2 separate regions of the Pan troglodytes genome follow, and region 2 is linked to region 1. Evidence: chromatin contacts called from public HiChIP or PLAC-seq data. All regions are on one chromosome and are shown on one strand. The core of a region is the stretch at or near the end of the contact, and the rest is flanking DNA. Distances in the headings are between cores, read along the strand shown.

The links. HiChIP or PLAC-seq counts read pairs in DNA pulled down with a chosen protein or histone mark.
Region 2: a contact with region 1 is called in an H3K4me3 HiChIP or PLAC-seq map of stem cell-derived excitatory neurons, with 11 times the contacts expected there. The contact joins the promoter of RNF4 here to the promoter of MXD4 in region 1. A contact is called at or near these places in 1 of 7 Hi-C or Micro-C datasets (stem cell-derived neural progenitor cells) and 1 of 1 datasets of contacts at active chromatin or transcription factors (stem cell-derived excitatory neurons).

What each region holds. Positions count from the first base shown.
Region 1 is chr3:2,646,831-2,649,960 of NHGRI_mPanTro3-v2.0_pri, forward strand. MXD4 (MAX dimerization protein 4) reads right to left here and starts at 1,860. Exons shown (of 6, transcript XM_016951167.3): 1 at 1,667-1,860; 2 at 1,475-1,574. The coding sequence starts at 1,730.
Region 2 is chr3:2,860,444-2,863,546 of NHGRI_mPanTro3-v2.0_pri, forward strand. It overlaps RNF4 (ring finger protein 4), which reads left to right and starts at 1,670. Exons shown (of 8, transcript NM_001251909.4): 1 at 1,670-1,750.

The sequences.
Region 1 (3,130 bases), core at 610-3,109:
GGGACCCCATCTCAGGAACAGGCATCATCAGAGATGGGTGAGTGGCAGGCAAGTAACCAAACCTCTCCTTGCCTCAGTTTCCTTGGCCATAGAGATAAAAATCACATCGCCTCTCTGAGCCTGGGGTGAAGATGAACTGGCTGCATGTGTGAAACGCTCAGCATAGAGGCAGTGTTCGGGCAGCCTTGGCCAGGACGCTGGTTGTCAGCTTTGGGTTCTCCATGCTGGGGGAGCCCCAGCTCACGCCCCAGAGTTCTCCACGGGTCAGGGACTTGGTTTGGAGAGAAGCGGCAGCGGGGGCCGGGCTTGCTCACTGAGGAGGCCTGAGGCAATGGTTCCCTCGTCACACTCCTGTCCTTCCCCAAACTGTCCCCAGTAGGGGACCAGGGGCTGGGACTCAGGGACGGGTCCCAGCCAGGGCAGCTGGAGACTCAACCAATTCCTCGCCTGGCTCAGGATGCCACAGAAATGGGTCCCTACACCAGCCTTTCTGATTCCCTACAACAGGTAGACCACAGGAATGAGCCATGCCCTGGGGCTCTGAAGCCCCCTACAAACGCAGCTCCCAGCCTGCTCACACAAAAGGGCTGGGCCAAGGTGGGTCCAGACAAGACCAGGTGTGCTATGGTCCTCACAGCAGCCAGGAGGGTGGAAATCCCCGGGGAGCCCCGGCCCAGGGTCCCCACTCCCCACGCGGGGGACCTGTACGCACCCCAGCTTCAGGGCTTCTGCTGCCTGAACACGAGGTCAAGGTATGGAGGGCGCAGCTGGCACCCGTAGTAACGACTTCGTGGGGCCCCTGCCCTGCAGCCTGCCCCCTCCTCCCGCCCCCTTAAAAGCCTCTGTCTTAAAAAAGAGGACCCCCATACTGGAGGCTGGAGTTTCGCTGTGTCAGGAGGCTGGGCAGAAGCGGTGGGCACCCTGGGAGGAGTGAGGGCCCAGGACAGCGCCTCCACTCGCTTCTCTGTCTAGGCTCCTGGGGGCGGGGGAAGGTGGGCGAGCAGCAGAGTTCGGCTGGCAGAGCCATTCGAAAGGAGGCCGCCCACCCACCCGCGGAGAGAAGGGGTTAGGGCCGGCAGCCCCCGCAGACCCTGGCTGAGCCTGTTTCCCCAGACCCACGGGGCACCGGCCAGCGCCCGCTGACAACTTTTCTACCGCCTGGAAAAGTCCAGAACAACTCGGGGGCGGGGAGCGGGCGCGGGAGCGGACCCCGGCGGCGGGCGCTGTACGCGTGGCACTGTTTACGCGAGCGGCCCGGGAGGCGCGGCCGCGGGAAGATGGCGACGGCGAGGGCGGGGCCGGCCGGGCGGGGCTGCGGCCGCGGCCTGCGCGCCTCCTCCTCCAGGCTGGCCGCCGGGGCGCGCGGCGGCGGCGCTGAGGGCCGCGGGCCGGGAATCGGGGCCCGGGGAGCACGCTCCGGGCGGGGGCGGGGGTTCGGACCGGGCCGGGCGGGGTCGGGAGCGGGGGGCGGTACCTGTTGTTCGGGGCCTTGCGCACCAGGCCGGCCGCCTTTGTTTTCTCCCTGGCGAAGTCGCCGTCGAAGGGCAGCACCGAGGCGTAGCCGTGCTCGGCCTCTGCGGACACACGGCGCGGTCAGCGGCCCCCGCCCGGCCCGGCCCCGCCGCCCGCCCACCGCCGCGGGCGCACAATGGGGTGCAAGCGCTACCTCGATCCCTGCGCTCCAGGTACTCGGCCGCCTCCAGCAGGATCAGCAGGGAGTTCAGCTCCATCCTCCCGCCCGCGCCCGTCCGCCCCGGGACGGCGGCGGCCGCTGCCCGGCCCGCTCCGGCCGGCTCCGCTCGCCGCCCGCCCCGCGCGCCCGGCCACCGCACTTCCAGACTCCGCGGACTCCGGCGCTCGGCCGCCACCCTCCGCCTCAGGCCCTCAAATTGACACATAAGGGAGAGCGGCGGCCCGCAGAGCCAATGGGAGGCGGCGTTCGCGCTCCGGGGGCGGGCGCCGGGCCGGGCTGGGGCCAATGGGGACGGGTCGAGCGCCTCGGGCCGGGCCGAGAATGTTGACAGATGCAGAGCTGGGCTGGGATAGGCCGGCCGCGCTAGTAACAATTTAGAAGCCCGAGCTTAGCAACAGCACGTGGTGGCCCGGCCCCCGCGCTAGCTGACTGGCGGCCGCCGTGCATGTTAAGTAGGCGCCGCGCGCCGATTGGCCAGAGCGGCCTATGTAAAACAGGCACTGCGAGCCAATGGCCGGTGGCGGGGCGCGCGGCCAATGAGGGCGCCGCAGCCGGACGCGTTGCCGAGAGGAAGCGCAGCGCGCGGGGACCGCCCGCCGTCCTGGGGGCCCGTTAGGACGCAGGAGCGTCTGGGCTACTAGGGCGAAGCAGGGCGCTCCGGGGCGTGCGCCGGGCCGGTCCGGACCGCCGGGTCTGAGCGCGACGAAAGCAGTGGCTGCGTGGGGGGACGAGGCCTCGCGCTCTGCCCGGGGGTCTTGCGTGGGGCCGTGAACGACTCCCCTCCCCGCCGGGCGCAGAGTGGCCCCGGGAAGGGCCGGGACCTCGGAGAGGGACGCAGACGCTCTGATCCTAAGAGCCAGGCGTCTCTGAGGGTGTCAGTGGGGAAACAGGCCCAGAGCGGGCGGGCTCCTCAGATCGCCCAGTGGACGCCGGAGCTGAAGGAGGGCCCAGGTCTGGGGAAGGGACACAGACGTGCGGCCAGAGTCGAGAGGCTTCCCGGAGTGGGGGGCTGCATGCTCTGTGTCTGGCCTGAGGGGCAGGGACGTTCCTAGAGGCAGGCGCTGGCCACCTCTGGCCGAGGACGCCCTAAGTGGGGACGGGAGTGAACCCTTCATCAAATCCCAGCTGGCGGGTCTCCCTAGTGACCCCTGACCCTAAGGCTGGCCCAGGAGGTGGCAGGACTGGCAGCCCCAGACTGGCCTCGGCACCCCCCACCCTCTCGCAGATTTTTTTTGTTGTTGTTGTTTTTTGAGACGGCTCTGTTGCCCAGGCTGGAATGCAGTGGCGTGATGTCAGTTCACTGCAACCTCCGCCTCCCGGGTTCAAGCGATTCCCCTGCCTCAGCCTCCCAAGTAGCTGGGACTACAGGCGCGTGCCACCACGCCCAGCTAATTTTTGTATTTTTAGTAGAGATGGGGTTTCACCATGGATGGTCTG
Region 2 (3,103 bases), core at 420-2,919, 210 kb after region 1:
CTAACACGGTGAAACCCCGTCTCTACTAAAAACTACAAAAAAAAATTAGCCAGGCGTGGTGGTGGGCGCCTGTAGTCCCAGCTACTTGGGAGGCTGAGGCAGGAGAATGGCGTGAACCCGGGATGCGGAGCTTGCAGTGAGCCGAGATTGCGCCACTGCACTCCAGCCTGGGCGACAGAACGAGACTCCGTCTCAAAACAAACAAACAAACAAAAAACACAAATACTTACATTTATCTATCAGATACTCTACCATGCCAGATTTCCTTACAATTACGAAAAATAGCAAACACATATTGTTTGTAAATGCAACACAAAAACGTTAATGCTCTGGTTTCTATCTGCCTTGTCATTCCGTTATTTGACTCCATTTTCGAGGTTAGAAACTCACTGTAAGGTGGCCGGGCGAGGTGGCTCACACCAGTAATCCCAGCACTTTTGGAGGCCAAGGAGGGTGGATCACCTGAGGTCAGGAGCTCGAGACCAGCCTGGCCAACATGATGGAACTCCGTCTCTACTAAAAATACAAAGAAAATTAGCCGGGCGTGGTGGCAGGCGCCTGTAATCCCAGCTATTCGGGAGGCTGAGGCAGGAGAATCACGTGAACCCAGGAGGTTAGAGCTTGCAGTGAGCCGAGATCGCGCCACTAAAACAAACAAACTCACTGTAAGGAAACAATGTAACCCAAGGTATTTGGGGTGACCTTCACGTTGCCTGAGGGTGCCGAGGGACCAGAGATGCTGGCCATGGACTAAGGTCTGGGTATTCTCAGGCAGCAGGGACAAGGTGGGCTTTTTTCCTGGTTGCTAAACCCATGTCAAAGTCGAGCTCAGGGACTGGAGCTCAAGAAACCCACCGCCCATTCTCCAGTCCGACCGGGGACCTGCATGCACCTCTGCCGTGCTGCCCTGAGTCCTCCAATCCTCCACACTCTTCCTCTGTTATGTACACGTCTCCACCCAGGCCTGCAACAGTCCCAGCTTCCTCGCAGGGGCAGGGACCCGCACGCCGGCCCAGGGCTTGGCACGCGGGGATGCTGAAACAGGGCCAGGCCTGGTTTCCAGCCGATCGTCAGAGTCCCCAGGCCCAGCAACCTTCCTCACAAAGGCCTCGTTAAGAGGCGAGGAAACAAGAGCCGGGAGAGGGGCGCGGAACGGCGGGCGGGACGAACGACCAGCTCCGCGCCTCCGGCCAGCTGCGTCGAGCCAGGGGCACCGCGGCTGTTGTGCGGCTGGAAATCTAGGAATGGGAAGGTTCGGGGCCTGCTCGGCTCCGGAGGCAGCTGGCGGGCAGTCCCTGGCGGCGTTGGGGCGGTCAGTGGCAGCCGGGGACGGGCGACCGGGTCGCCCGGGTCGCCCTCAGACCGTGACTCCCGAAAAGCCTTGCGGGCGGGGCGCGCCCGCGCCGTCTCTTGCCGGAAGGTGCGAGTTAGTGCGCTCGATTGTGGGCGGGGGCGGAAAGAGGCGCGTTTTAAAGTGGTAACAGATGGTTTTCTTATCCAATAGGATTAAAAAATTTGTCCTTACCCGGCCGACCGCGGAAGTAGAGTAGGCGGGCGGCCAATGGGGACATGATGGGGGCGGAGCCGAGGCCTCCGAAGCGGAAGTGGGTTGCTGTTGAGGCGGCGGCATCTTTCTCGAGGAGCTCTCCTGGGCGGCTGAAGAAGGAGCTTCTTCTCCGGAGTGCGCCGGCGGCGGCGCCTGCGGACCTAACTAGCTCCAGGTTAGGCCGGGCTTTGCGGGAAAGCAGCGGTAAGTCAGGGCCTTGCAGATGCGAGGTTTAGGCAGCTTCGCGGCCTACAGAGGCCTCGGCCCGCGCCGCTTGGGGGAGGCCCGCTGCGCGGCTTGACCCAGCCGAGGCTTTGCAGCCCGGGACCTCGAGCCAGCTCTGGTCGCTCGCACTGCCGTCCGCGCGGGCGCACCGAGCCCGGCTTGGCGCGGGCAACAGAAGTTAGGAGGTCTGCGTCTGGGTCTCGGCTCACCCTGGGGGGCCGCGGCCATGGGGCTTAGTCCCTAGCCTAGGAAGGGAAACTGAGACTCTGGGAGGGGCAGGAACGCCCCCAAGGTCACTTGGAAAGTCGGGCAGGGTGTGCTGTTAGGGGGAAGACCTGGACAGGGTTTTTGTTCCCCGCTGACGACGCCTCCTTTGTGTGTTCGCGCCGCCGCCCCGCCATCGTGGGGCCTGCGAGTTTGCCGGGGTGCGTGGGCCGCATGGCGGGGCCTTTTGTAGGTCGGGAGGATCTGAGTACGGGTGCGGGCCTGACCGTGGGGGCGCCGAGGTCGCAGTCTAAAACTTAGTAGGGCCTCGATTTCCGGGCGCACTTCCGGGCCCCGGCTGGTGGTTGGTGGAACGTGCGACTGTGAGGCTTGCGGCCCAGCCCTGCACCGCTCGGGCCCTTCACCGCTCTGGCGCGCCTATAGACAGGTGTATGAAGATTCTCACGACCCGAAACAGAGTTGCTAGTAAACACGGCTTTTACGCCTTTGATCCATCGAGGAAAGAGGGAAAAGGATGGAGCTTGGGCAAGCCGTTTTGGTAGGGATTTCAGCTTTTGTCTTTCACTTGTCGGTTCCCATAGACGTTCACAAACTTAATAATCTTCGTTCTGTTTCTGCACCAAGTTCTTGAGCCAGACGTAGGGTCTCAGCTCTGGAGCCTGGCTTAGACTGTCCAACTGATTGGGGAGACTGAGGTCCAGAAAAGTGAAGTGGTCTGCCGAAGGTCACACAGCCAGCTTTTTGGCAGCAGATGAGGTTAAGTCCTAACTGCAGGATTTGGGTTTTGAATTCATTGACCAGGAGTTTTGGGACCACTGTCAATAAAAGAGACATTGAAGGGAATCTTTTGTTACTTTCTTGGTGATTTGCTTTTTAATGGACAAGGACATATTGGGTTCAGTTTTATCTGTGAGTTTGAGGTGAAATAGAGGCATTCGAGTAGCAAGATATATTGCTGGCTTTTGTATTGCCTGAATTTGAGCTTCCAAAAATCTTACTTTAATACATCGTTTATTGATCTTTTCTTGAATTACTACCTTTGTAAGGACCTTTTGTAAATATTGTTTTCCTAATCTTCATGAAATCTTAATGCCATACGTAAATTAT